2 separate regions of the Sus scrofa genome follow, and region 2 is linked to region 1. Evidence: chromatin contacts called from public HiChIP or PLAC-seq data. All regions are on one chromosome and are shown on one strand. The core of a region is the stretch at or near the end of the contact, and the rest is flanking DNA. Distances in the headings are between cores, read along the strand shown.

The links. HiChIP or PLAC-seq counts read pairs in DNA pulled down with a chosen protein or histone mark.
Region 2: a contact with region 1 is called in an H3K27ac HiChIP or PLAC-seq map of skeletal muscle, with 2.7 times the contacts expected there. The contact joins two enhancer-like sites. A contact is called at or near these places in 1 of 5 promoter capture datasets (liver), 5 of 47 Hi-C or Micro-C datasets (liver and skeletal muscle) and 1 of 2 datasets of contacts at active chromatin or transcription factors (skeletal muscle).

What each region holds. Positions count from the first base shown.
Region 1 is chr11:46,495,243-46,502,238 of Sscrofa11.1, forward strand. It overlaps a transcript of KLF12 not described here. Among named protein-coding and RNA genes, the nearest start is that of KLF12, 190 kb to the left of the region's middle. Within about 2 kb of position 3,974, at least 5 of the 83 cell types and tissues checked have an H3K27ac peak or open chromatin away from gene starts, as enhancers often do. A contact at or near this core is called in skeletal muscle, where this site is marked.
Region 2 is chr11:46,634,170-46,640,825 of Sscrofa11.1, forward strand. All of the region lies in intron 1 of LOC110255761 (a long non-coding RNA gene), which reads left to right. It also overlaps a transcript of KLF12 not described here. Among named protein-coding and RNA genes, the nearest start is that of KLF12, 330 kb to the left of the region's middle. Within about 2 kb of position 2,577, at least 30 of the 83 cell types and tissues checked have an H3K27ac peak or open chromatin away from gene starts, as enhancers often do. A contact at or near this core is called in skeletal muscle, where this site is marked.

The sequences.
Region 1 (6,996 bases), core at 2,724-5,223:
AAATAAGTAAAAAGAGCCAGTGAAAGTCAATGATTTGCTTAAGTCCTAGGAGTTTGTTCAGAAGAGAAAGTGGGTGAGTGGATAGGGGGCTTGATGCTGGGACTTGGTGGCAGAATAGAGAGAAGAGTGAAAGGAAGGAAGTGAAATAAGCCTGGGTAATTACAAGAAGAGGGAAGGGAAAGTTGAGGTCACCAGAACAGAAGAAACAAAACAAGGAAGAATAGGAAAGAAAAATGAAAAGAGAAGAAGTATCAGTATAGTGCCTAAGAATACAAATAAGACATAATAAGGGAAGAATTAAAGATAACAAAGAGGTATGTTTCAGGACAGGCACCTCTGGCCATTGTTTGTTTTGTTTTGTTTTTTCTGTCTTTCTGCCTTTTCTAGGGCTGCTCCTGCGGCATATGGAGGTTCCCAGGCTAGGGGTCGAATCGGAGCTGTAGCCACCGGCCAACGTCAGAGCCACAGCAACACCAGATCCGAGCTGCATCTGCAACCTACACCACAGCTCATGGCAATGCTGGATCCTTAACCCACTGAGTAAGGCCAGGGATCGAACCTGCAACCTCATGGTTCCTAGTCGGATTCGTTAACCACTGAGCTGTGACAGGAACTCTTGGCCATTGTTTTCTAGTGAACAGATTCCAATAATTACAACAGTGTTTCTAGGCCTTCTTTGGAAGCCAGAATGATGAGGCAGAAAAGCTTTGGCATGAAAGAAAGATTATACTCTGGTCCTGTTTGTTGCTGTCTAGTTGAATGATCACTGCTAGATCTTTGAGCTGCTCTATTTTGTTCCCAAGATAAAATAAAAGCATATTTATAGCCTTTTTGCTCTCCAAGACTTTATGATTCTTAAATACATATTAGTTAAAATGATTAATCAGGAGTCAAAACTGGAATGTTATTGTTTATTCATGTCCTTAGGTTTTTTTTTATTGTAATTTGCTCATATTTTAATTTTCTTGTGTATCTCTTTTTATATCCCCAGTAGAAAGGGATAACACATGAAAATAGGTAGAACAACTTGTCATGCTTAAGCTCTCTGGATCTGTGACAGCAAGAGAATGTGCTAAATTATTTTTAAATATGTTAGCTTGAGAGGGCTCATTTAAATAGTTTCCTGAACTACTGAACAAATGTGTTCTTTTAAAGCCTAAAAGACTCAGTGAAGGTTATAGGTTGAATGCCTGGTCCAGATATGATTGAGAGACTAAATGCTTTTGGGTTCGAGTAATAGAAAATCCAGCTAAATAAGGCTTACGCATGTAACACATCTGGTAGCTGACAGTCGCAGAAATAGCCTCAGCTATTAAATACGATCAGCCAGGAGTCTGACGCCTTCTACCTTTCAACCTTTTGGTTTTGGCTGCATCCTTAGAATGCGGAAGGGATCGAACCTTCGTGAGAGCAATGATCTAAGCCACTGCAGTGACAATCCTGGATCCTTAGCTCACTGAGCCACACGGGAATTCCTACCCTTCAACTTTGCCATCTTTTTGTACTTGTTGGCTCATGGTTGCAAAATAGCTGCCACATCTCCAGATATCCTGTCTTCACATCAGTATTACAAGCAGAAAAGGGTAAGTTCCTATATACTATTTTGAGGCGAGAAGGGAAATGCTAGATTTTTCTTGATGTCTCATTGACCAGAACTGATTCACATGCCTTTTTTGGAAGAAGCCCTTTGACAGAAGGGAATGAGACTATCAAGAGTGACCTAGAAGAATCATGACTCTTGCCCTGGGGCTAAGTCAGGAACCTACCTTGCCTAAAATCAGAGGCTCTCTGCCCACTGCAAAGTCATGTTTCTCTTAGCAAGTAGGAATGGCATGATGACTACTGGGTAGGCAACTCACAGACTTGGCATTTTTAAGAGACGTATATGGGCAAAAATCTAGAGAAAATATTTCATTGGTGATTGGTAATTCAGGATGTCTCAATTAGATAGGATTCTGAACTAATGAATAAGCACTTTCTTCTTAGCAACTAAAAGCTTACTCCTCTTAGACAGCAATAGAGTAGATAAGGCCTCTTTAGGTCATTTTTTAATATATATATATTTTCCCCTTCTCAACATTTATTTCTATTATTTATCTCTAATTCTGTTTCTGCACTGATATTTTCCCAACTTTTTTTTGCTAATTTCCTTTCAGCTTTGTTTCATTCTTCAGACTCTGACTCACCATCTACTCTGTTCTAATATTAAATATGCAGCATTGCACATTTGATACTTACAAGAGTTCATTGGGATTCCTCCACGCCTTGAACCTTTTTCAGATATATGTTCAAACAGTTGGCTCTTCTCCCACTGTAGCCAGGTTATCGCACTGATTTATATCACCCAGCCATCCCTGCCCAACATTCACTTTGATTCTCTCCATGCTGTCTCTCTATAGATATTTGCAGCCGATACCGTGCCTTTGCAATTATGCAGAAGCAGGCATGGGCAAACGAAACCATATTTTTTTCTTTCACCAACCTAGGACTATATATTGATCCTTCCCTCTGCTCACCTTGAATGCTTTCCTTCTAATAAATTCCAGTCTCTTCTTGCACATTCGCACACTCCAATCCTGTATCTTTATCTTGTTAATTCTTTTCTCTTTATGCCCTACCTCTTCATCTGGCCAGCCACCATAGAGAGGTGCTCAAGCAAAGAAGGCATTAGAGCATAACTGAATTGGCTTCCTTGCCCACAGCATGTCCTGTGGGGAAAGGCAAGCCTTGGGACATCTGGTATACCTCCGTCCTTTGCTCACAGAGGCCAGAAGGGAGAGAACAGAAGGCTCGAGGTTTAGCCTTGGGAACTCTGGAACCAGTATAGAGTCAAGTGGAAATATCCTTTTCCCAGAGGCTGTTTCTAACTGGAGTTAGGGAAATAAACAAAAATAAAACAAACTAGAACCTCACAGATTCTAAAGAATATTGCTTTATCTGCTTTCACGCCTCTCCATATCATAAGAAGCGGGATTGGTAGGATTCAATGTGGAGTGAAAAGTTAGCAAAAATCTGGTGAGTCTGAGGTACATGAAATATCAACCAAGTCAATCTGGTAATGAACATGAAGTTGTCATTCCTGTAAAAGGAACAAGTATTAACAAAGTAGAAAACATATGCTGGGAACTGTGATTTTATAGTTAATCTCATATTTAATTTAATCCTCCATTGAATTTAATCCTCCATTGCACTTCATTGTTCCTGACGTCTAATACATAATACCATCATAACAGATCTTCTCTTTATGATCAACAAAACAGTAATCCTTCATCACAAGGAAGCAAAGAGGTATTTGTTAATTTACTTAATCAATTTATAGAGTTTGTAAAAGTACTCATTAAAGAAAGCAGGACACAAAGGACACATTTAATGAAGCATCTATGAAGTTATCACGAGCATGTTTTAAAAATACGAAAGAATGCTTCGACCAATTAGCTAAATATCCTCAAATGAATCAAACCCAGTAATTTTTAAAAGGAAAACTATTAAATTTCAAAATTTTCCAAAATTAGTGGGAATGGTTATATCAAAAATGAAATGCATATTTCATTTCATACACAAATAGTGATTTATCATTGGTTGAGCTGGCTTTAAGCCATTGAGTTTTAGGTGTATTTACCTGGTAACATAGCAAAGCTTTGATATGGTAGTTGCTCAAATTCTTTGCATCCTGAATCATCTCTGCTGTACATAGTGTCTGTGAGACACCACGGGCTCCTGTGTATGAGTTATGCCATTTGCAGGTGGTCCAACACGAACAGCTTTAGCAGCTTTCCAGCTGCTATGCAGCCTGTTCCTGCTCTCTAACCCCGGGCTGGACTCTGGCTCCCTATCTTATCTTGCTCCCTGTATTACAACTTTCTTTTGGCACCGGCGTATTTGGCTCTGAGTATTTGCTTGTGTACACCTATCCCTGACTCTGAGTTTTAACTCTTGCCCAGTCCTCCTGCCAACTTGGGTACAACAACTTGTGAAATAGTGCCACTGGTGACATTCGACACAGAGACCATGTGCCTCTTGCAGTGAGAAGATCAAAGCGCTCCCTAAGTCTGACCCAGTGCTGGCTGAAAAGCTGAACTATATCAGTGAACACGGTGACTACAGTTAGTGACTTTCTCAAGGCCATGGCTGCCCACTTAGAATGAGGCATGGAAGACTTAGGGAGTGCTTTGATCTTCTCACTGCAAGAGAGGCATAAGAAATGGAAGTAACTAGTGACAAAGACTGCACATTAGGAGGTTGCTGGAAAATGTCTGTGGCTTGTGTTCAGATAAATCACCTTTAAACAATTTTCCAACCTGAAGAGGTTGGGCTATTTTGGTAATTCTCACCTAGAAGATACTTAGAAAATAAACTGATTCCTCTGGAATAATCAAATAAGAAAATACTTGGAGTTCCCATTGTGGCTCATTGGTAATGAACCTGACAAGTATCCATGAGGATGTGGGTTTGATCCCTGGTCCCACGCAGTGGGTTAAGGATCCAGCATTGCCATAAACTGTGGTGTAGGTTGCAGACATGGCTCAAATCTGGCTTTGCTGTGGCTGTGGTGTAGATGGGCAGATGAAGCTCTGATTCAGTTCCTAACCTGGGAACTTCTATATGTCCCTAGTGCAACCCTAAAAAATGAAAAAAAAAAAATAGTAATTTGTGAACCAATGGTTAAGATTCCTATAATATGAAAATGTTAAGGATTAAAACTCAGAGCTCTTGTAACTGCCTTGCATTTATTGCAGAGCTCAAACCAATCCTGGTTTCAGACAGAAATTCTTCTCACAGATTTAATCACTGTTTGGTAGTTTCATGGAAAGAGTCCTAGAAGACTTTATGGTTTATTCCCAAGAAATGGGTTTTTGTTTGGGGCTCTTTAAAAAAAAAAACACATACAATGTTACCCACTAATTTAAACTATGGATCAAAGTATTACTATGAAAATTATGTTACCCAAGGAAAGTTTTTACTAGAACATGCCTATGACTCTCAAGAATATTGTAATATTTTGTAGTTTTCTGTGGCTACAAGAGTTCTGTTCAGATAACATAATAGTAGCAATCACCATTATTATGTACCTACTCTATGTCTGCCCCTCTGAAGATGCTTCACAGATATTACCTTTTACAGTGTTTATTCATCTTTCATAGGTGAGGACATTGATTCATAAAAATATTAATGTTTGCCTGAGCTCCCATAGCTAATAAGGGACAGAAATAAGATTCAAGTTCAGATATGTCACACTCCATTTGCAAAATGGAGAAGATGAGAATTAACACACATAGTAACTGTGAGGATTAAATGAAACTGTATATAAGGAAGCGTAACCAAGCAGGACCTATGGGGCTTTCCAGGGACATACGCCTCCCCCACATGCTCTACTTTAGCTCCTCTCTGAAGTACCCAGAGAATAGTATCTGATGGATATTTCCTGAGTTGTTTTAGGGATGGCAAAAACCTGACCAAACGAAAGAAATTAACTACTTGATGAACAGGAGCAGGTAGAGTCCCCAGACCTACAAGTGCCTAAGGATTGATAATGCTCGACCTTGTCACATCACCCTCTTACTTCACCACCAACCAATCAGAGAACTGTGCATGAGCTTATCGTATACCCTGGATGCCCCTCCTCACCTGGCCTTTAAAAATGTTTTGCTGAAACCCTTCGGAGGAGTTCTGGGTTTTTGAACATGAGCCACCTATTCTCCCTGTATTGGCACCTTACCATAAAAGCTGCACTTCCCTTCACCACAACCTGGCATCAGTAGATTGGCTTTCCTGCACGTGATCAGGTGGAGTCAAGTTTGGTTTGAAAACAGAAGTATTCTGTGAGCTTTTATACTGATAGTCAAGGTTAAGTATTGTTAATATTGCTGAACAGGCTTCGGATAGACCATACCCTTTGTCCTTGGTCAACTTCTTAAAGTATGAGGGCATGCTCCTTATGCACACTGCATTCTCAAACTGGGTAAATGAGGTAAAGGAGGAATGATAAGTTGACAAGAAGATACTCCTGGATCATTGAGTTGGGAACAGGAAACAAAGAATGATGTTGTGAATGTCATTGAGGAGGAAGAGACACACGACCTTGAAGATTGTCTAGGGGTGGGAAGATCACTGGCTAGAAGGCTGCTTGCTTCAACTTTGAGTTCACTAATCAGTTTTACAGAAAACAAGCTATGTTGCACTGCTGAAGGGGTGAACATCTGCACATGTTTCATTCCACCTTTATGAGAGTCAAATCGTTTAAAAGCAAACTAAGATGGGTCATTTTTGTTCCCTAGAAAGCAAACTAGGAAAAAGGCTCCTTGGTTGAGTCCTTTCCATTCATCCCACATAATTTTCTCACACCTATAATTATCTATTTATCTACAACTATAGCTACTGCAAACTACAGTCATTGATATTTACGGTCATGAACTCTCAAATCCCTTCTAAAAGTGCTATTCTGCCATTATGCCCTGTGTGACCTGCTCTAAAAGAAAGGAAGATAGGAAAACATAGAGTACAGTATGGAAATGCTTTCCACTAAAAAAGAAGTAAGACATTAAAACTCTGCTCTCTGCTTTTGACTTCAGTCTCTGGAAATAGGCTTAATAGATATTTATGTATTAATTAGTGTTAAATAATAGCTTGCAATTTATAAAGGCTGTTATATATACTTAATGCACTTAACAACCCCAGGAGTTAGGCATTGTTATCCTTATATGGTTTCAATTTCTTGGAGAATGCGATGCCAGGAAAATGCTATATGTCCTCAGAGGAACTGATATTCACTTTCCTTAATGAAAACCAAATATATGTACCCTCATTTTTCCCTCCGTGCCCTGGCTTCTAGGAATCTCAGATTCTAATGTAATGAATATTTATGGCTATTATATCAACCTGTAGAGTTTAGAACGCTTTCTCCTTTTTCTTTGTTCTGCTTTTCTATTTCTGTATCATCAGCCTCAGGTGTTACTGCACATATAATTTTTCATAATCTGCTTCAAATGTTCTGAAAGA
Region 2 (6,656 bases), core at 1,327-3,826, 140 kb after region 1:
ATGTCAGCGACATACGGAGCGCTGTGCTGAAAATTGCTCCAGACCCCCGGTTCCTGGAATTTCAGCAGCTCCTTGTGAAAAAGCCAATAGTTCTCAGTGGTTCCTGGCAGAAAGCTGGCAGGGCTTGGGCAGGGCCAGTTCGTGAGGGTGGCAGCGACTTCGTCTACGCCCCCTCCTTCCTGCCTCGGATGCGCCCATCACCCCAGCACACACCTGCTCGCTTCCCAGCGCTCCTCCGCGGCTGACCTTCCGTGCATTATTTATTCAGAAGTGCTCTAACCTTCCTCACACAAGCTATTTTTCTGAATCTGTATAGTTTTGCTCAGAACCTGGTAACTGCTGCAATACCCAGATCCATTTAAAGGGATTTGTAAATTAGGCAAAACCAGTACAGAGAGTCCAAACGGGATTGTAACATGTAGTGTCATGCTGGTGCCATTGTCATTACAGTCTGATGACAAGATTATTAATGTTTTTAGAGGAATAGCAAGGGACGAGCTCAGAGGTTCAGATCTCTTTAAGGACAGGCAAACGTGCAGCATGTTTGGAGCAGTGGGAGCTAGCTCTTTGCCTAAAGCAACTTATTTCTGACCTGAAATATAGCTGTTTTTGCCTAATGCTCTGTCTGAATATTTGTGTTTCCTCCTCAACCTCAAATCCATATGTTGAAATCGTTTTTTTTTTTTTTTTTTTTTAGGGCTGCACTTGCAGCCTATGAAAGTTCCCAGGCAAAGAGTCTAATCAGAGCTGCAGCTGCCAGCCTACAGAACAGCCCCAGCAAGGCAGGATCCGAGCTGTGTCTGCGACCCACACCACAGCTCATGGCAATACCAGATCCTCAACCCACTGAGCAGGGCCAGGGATCGAACCCATGTCCTCATGGATACTAGCCGGGTTTGTTACCACTGAGCCACAATGGGAACTCCCCAATGTTGAAATCCTGACTCCCCCCCAAAGATGATGGTATTGGGAGGTGGCTATTGGGAGGTGCTTACATCATGAGGGTGGGGTCCTGAATGGGATTAGGGCCTCATGAAAGAGTCCCACAGAGCTCCGTAACCCCTTCCACTATGTGGGGACCCAAGGAGGAAACAAGGAAAAATCGGCATCTGGAGAAGGTCCTCGCCTCACCCTGACCTCAGACTCCCAGCCTCTGGAACTGTGAGAAATACATTTCTGTTGTTTATAAGCCACTCAGTCTGTGGCAGTTTGTTACAGGAGCCCAAACAGACTAAGACACTCCACATTGTGGCAGAGACTATAGATTGATCATCAACTTTCTGGAAACTTTTTCACTTGCATTTTAAAATTTGTCAAGTAGAGGCATTTAATTTTTGTGTTTTTCCTTCACAGGGCCACACCTTCAGCATATAGAAGTTTCCAGGCTAGGGACTGAATCAGAGCTGCAGCTGCCGGCCTACGCCACCGTCACAGCAACACCGGATCTGAGCCACATCTGTGACCTACACCACAGCCTCAAGGCAACGCCGGATCCTTAACCCACCGAGCAAGGCCAGGGATCGAACCCTCATCCTCATGGATACTAGTTGGGTTCTTAACCCACTGAGCCACAACAGGAATGCTGTGTAGAGGCATTCTGAGGTAGGAAGGAAGAGATGACAAGGGATGGAAAGAAAACAGAAATATCAGAAAGAAGAAATTACTTAAGGACATGGACTCGAAAGCAGGGTTTACCGTTTTAGACGGTTTGTATCCTGAGTGATCTTTGTCAGTGACAAGAGAGAGTGAAATCCTTTTTGAAGATGTAAAAGAAATAAGGCCAAAGACCCAAAGCATTTTATTTGTGCAAAGTTGTGCCAAGTTCTGGAAGCCCATCCGGATGGGGACTAGACATGGGGACTGCCCCCACATCTAGGCTCTCCGAAGTGAAAGCAAAGCCCTAGGAGTTAAACACAGAGTGGGCGCTCCTGTGTATCAGTGATGTAGCTGGAGGCCCTATGTTATGTAACAGAAACAGGATGGAAAGTGACAGTTGCTCACAGACGACAGTAAATGTGATTAAATTATCTCATCAGCTTCATACTCCTGAGTATTTCTACCATGTCAGGCAACCATCCGTTCATCGGACCTGTCTGCTAGACATCACAGGCTGGAGGTATGAGTATTCAAAGAAATCCTTCCCTCGAATGGCTGACTGGGGGGATATCAAGTTTAGTCTATGCAGCGATCAGGTCCAGGAAAGAGACACGGAGAAATAATAAGGCGGGAAGGAATAAAAGCAAAGAGAAAAATTCAGAAATTTGTTTTCACTCTGCCACAGCCTCTATCCCATTCCTTTTCACTGACCTGATCTAATTCAAGCAGCTATTATCCCTGTGAAACACTGCCGCAGCTGAATTTATTTTTATTTTGCCTGCTCAAAGGCAATGTAAAGTGAATTTGAGAGCACGTCACCTTCAGGGGAAAGACTGCAGCATATTTCTCACCACCTCCCTCCTCCCCTCTGCCTGAAAAGGTTAATTTGAATAAGGCTGCTGCTTCCACAAATAGAACAGTAACCAGCACACAGAGGAACCGCCAATGGGAATGTGTTTCAGTGATGTCATACTTATACCTGCTCCTTATTATTCGCTGAGTTGTGACAATGTGTTCCTTGAATCTCACATTTTATTGGCTAAGGGTCCTGTCATTCTGAGTGCTTCTGGAGAGTTTCAGACACTGCAGTTTCTTTCCAAGCCCAGATTGTTTTTCAGCTTCTGCACTTCAACAAACTGGGGGATAATATAGAGTATTTAACACTGTCCTCCTGAAAACAAATAAAACCCTTTTATAATTTATACCTGATTTTACCCTGCCAGTGGACTTCTGATATCAGGGCCATTTGCAGGGTAAAAGCAGCTTAAGAAAAGTCTACTTTTTGCTTTAAAAAAAAAAAAAAAAAAAAAAAAAAAAAGCAAAAACTACATGAGCAGAACTTTAATTGAAGTGCTCGTAGAAAGGTCCTGCGAGGAGTTCCCTGGTAGTCTAGAGGCTGAGGATCAGTGTTGTCATTGCTGTGAATCAGGTCACTGCTGTGGCCCAGGTTCAATCCCTGGCAGGGGAACTTCTGCATGCTACAAGCTTGGCCAAAAAATGGTCTTGCTAAGCTTAATGTTGTCACCACTGACCTAATGGAAAACAAAATTATTCTGTTTGTCTTACAACAACTTATTGCTCCACAGAACAGAGCTTCCTAAAACAAACTAGCTCTGAAACGTAACAGTTTCAAGGAGAGAAGATATTGCAGGAAGGGAAACCTGCCTGGTTTATTTTTGTCCTAAGTGGATTTTATTTTTTAAAATCAAGTAGGTTTCTGTGTCATTAAAAATGTGTCTCAGGGCCCTCAGATTTCTAGGGCTTTTCTGAGGAAACTCCTGCAAACAGGTTTGAAAAGTACACTACTTGGTAGTGAAGGTGATGGTTTGATAAATCAGCTTTGTAGGAATTAGGAATTATTCAACTAACTGAAAGACTGAAAGAAATATTCCGGTCAACAGGAGGTACAAGGGTGGTTGGGAGACCAGAAATTAAAGCTGTTGCCCAAAAACTCTCAGAAATCTATGAGTGGGCAAATTCAGATCCTCAGAGACATAGAAGACAAAGTCAAGCCTCCATGGCCAGTGGTTGAAGCAGAATGTATGTAAGGAAGGTTAATTCATCACACAGGCAGGGTGGCGCATTAAGCACACCAGTGAGACGGGCAGGGCATAAAAGAAACAGTCAGATTTTAGTGGGAAGAGAGGGACTGTGTCCCGAGAACAAGAGGAACAGGAGTTCTTGTTGGGGGAATGAGATGGAGAAGGATGGGGACACACAGAAGAGACCTCCTTGAGTGGCTATACATATTGTGAGATAAATTTAGCAAAGCAGGTGCACAAATGAGCAATAGGAAGAAGTAGAGACTACCAAATATTTTGAACATCCATCTCTCAAATTCAGTCCTTAATATCAAATATTTTTGAAATGGAAATGTCTTCACAGCTGTGTATCATGGCTTATTGTCTACTGAATCTGATGAGAGGTTAACTAGGTGACATAAAACTTTGATTATGTTATACCTTCAGTAAATGCTTGTACAAAATTATTGTGGACTTTGATCATTCCATGAGACTCTTATTATGTTAGGAGCATGAAAAATGTGACCCCAAATCAAATTTAATTGTAATAAAGATGAGGGAACATAATTCTACCCTTTCATTAAAAGGTAGAATTTTATTCCCTCCTTAGAAGGATCTACAAACATGTCTATTTTACTTGAATTTCACAGTATTTCTACCAGTGCACTATGTAAAATTGGAATCCAGAGATCTGTCTGTCATAACAGGATTTTGGAATATGAAATGGCCTCTGGTGTCAGAAGATGTAGGTTCAAATCCAAGTTCCAACACTTTGTAGCTCTCTGAGCTTGGTCATGTTGATTTTGTGAAGGCTCATTTTTCTTGAGGTATAATGATGATACTCGTGTATAGGATTTTTGTGAGGATTAGACTAAGTAATGTACATACATTTTATTAATGTAGCACCTATCTCAGTAAATGAAAGGTTTTTTTGTTTTGTTTTTGTTTGTTTTAACGCTGTTGTGACCTTAAGGTCCTTCGAGGACCTATATAATCTGGCACCCGGCTCTCTATTTCTTCTCACTCTTCTTCCCTCTCCCTCTGCTCCAGCCATGTTGACCCTCTAGCCATTTCCCAAACATGCCTCACGCACTTCCACCCAGAGGACTCTGCCTTTGCAACTCCTTTTGCCTGGAACTCTTCTACTCGCAAGTCTGACCTCTTTATTCAGGCCTCAGCTCAAGTGTCAACTCCCCTGAGAAATGCGACTTAATGCTCTGTCTAAAACAGCGCCCCCTATTGCTCTCTTTCCCATTACACTAGGTTCTGCTTTTTCATGGTCACTTATCACCACTAGACATTAGGTTATGGTTGTATTTTCCCTTTGTTCATTCTCACCTGGACATCAGGTCCATGTGAGCAGCGTCTTTGATCACCTCTGTGCCCCAGAGCCTAGAGCCTAGCGAGTTCATAAAAAACTTAGCCAATAATGCTGATGATGGAAACAGCCGTGGAACCCTATGCTCTTCAGGATTACAGGGATATAGATGCACTGACCAGAGAGCAAATATCACATTGGCTTGATATTTAAAATGTTTAAAATGTATACAAAATTTTCTTATTGAGCGGAAAGGAGAGACTTAAATTTGCCCATCACATCCCAAGGACCAAACGATAAGGAGAATACAGAATCCCAATATTCTTTACACAGTGGATGCAAATAAATGCTCATCAAAGTAGATGGAATGGGAGAAAGCTGATACAAAGCACGGGGCCAGTGGTCTAGCGGAGATCCAGGGCAAATCCTGGGTGAAGAATTTTAGCTGGTCATCTTTCTGAGTTTTCTGTTTGTTTGTTTTCTGCCTTCCAGGCTCTGTTGAAATCTAATTGTCCTGGTTCTGACTCTCCTTAATTGTTGCATAGCATCTAGAGACATTGAATCCATAACAATTGGAGAGAAATATACATTCAGGATGGCGTTCAAGGCCTTCTCATCACATCCACGCATGCCTGTGCACCCACATACACACATACACGTATGGATCCAATGAAAGGATTGGCAGTTCAGAGAAGACTTTAAGATCTTTCCATTTTGGCCAACTTTCAGTTAGTCATGACGATAAAATAGACTGTTTTTAGATTTCTCTTTTCCCTGTAACTGAAGGACAATATACGACGCATAGAGCTTATGTAAGCGTTATCCCTGCTGACATTCCAAATGAGCAGATCAGCTGCCACCTAATCATTCCATTGCAGCTTGGATTTGGCAATCTTTTAGAGAATACTGAATTTGAAGGAACATCTGCCTTTTACTTCTCATTTATGCCGGCACCTCTGGCTGCTTCCAGAAACTTCCTAACACAATAAACGTACTAGGAAGAGTTCCACTGTGGCTCAGTGGTAATGAACCCGACTGGCATCCATGAGGATGCAGGTTCGATCCCTGGCCTCGCTCAGTGGTTTAAGGGTCCGGCATTGCTGCAAGCTGTGGTCACAGACTCAGCTCAGATCTGGCATTGCTGTGGCTGTGGTGTAGGCTCACAGCTCTAATCTGACCCTTAGCCTGGGAACTTCCATATGCCACAGGTGTGACCCTTAAAAAAAAAAAAAAAAGTAACAGGAAATAAAATCATTGCCAACCAGAATTCTTTTGAAAGGTGATAGTTTCATGGTCGAAATTCGGAATTTAGAGCCTGTTTTTAAAGAAGATTGCCTCTCTCTGTAACACCTTCCTCCTCTGTTACCCTCAATTTTAGTTCTCTTAGATTAGTGCCTCTTTTGCATGGAGATCTTATTAAAATGCAGATTGTTTCAAAAATGTCCTGAGTGAGGCATGAAATTTGGCATTTCTAACAAACTTCTAGGTGAAGGGATGTGCTGGTGTGTGAATCACATTTTGGGTAGACATAATGCCACAGGTTTGATTCTGCTCTTCCAAATTAACATAGCATTTTAAAACAAAGTACTTCACTATTCTCCCTCGAGTACATTCCATCGTATCTGGGTTCTCACATCCAATTGGTATCCAAGCCTTTTTGAGCCTCTTTAAGAAGTGTTTTTTCCCTGTCCATCTGCACAGGAGCTGGCTCAGTGAAGCCT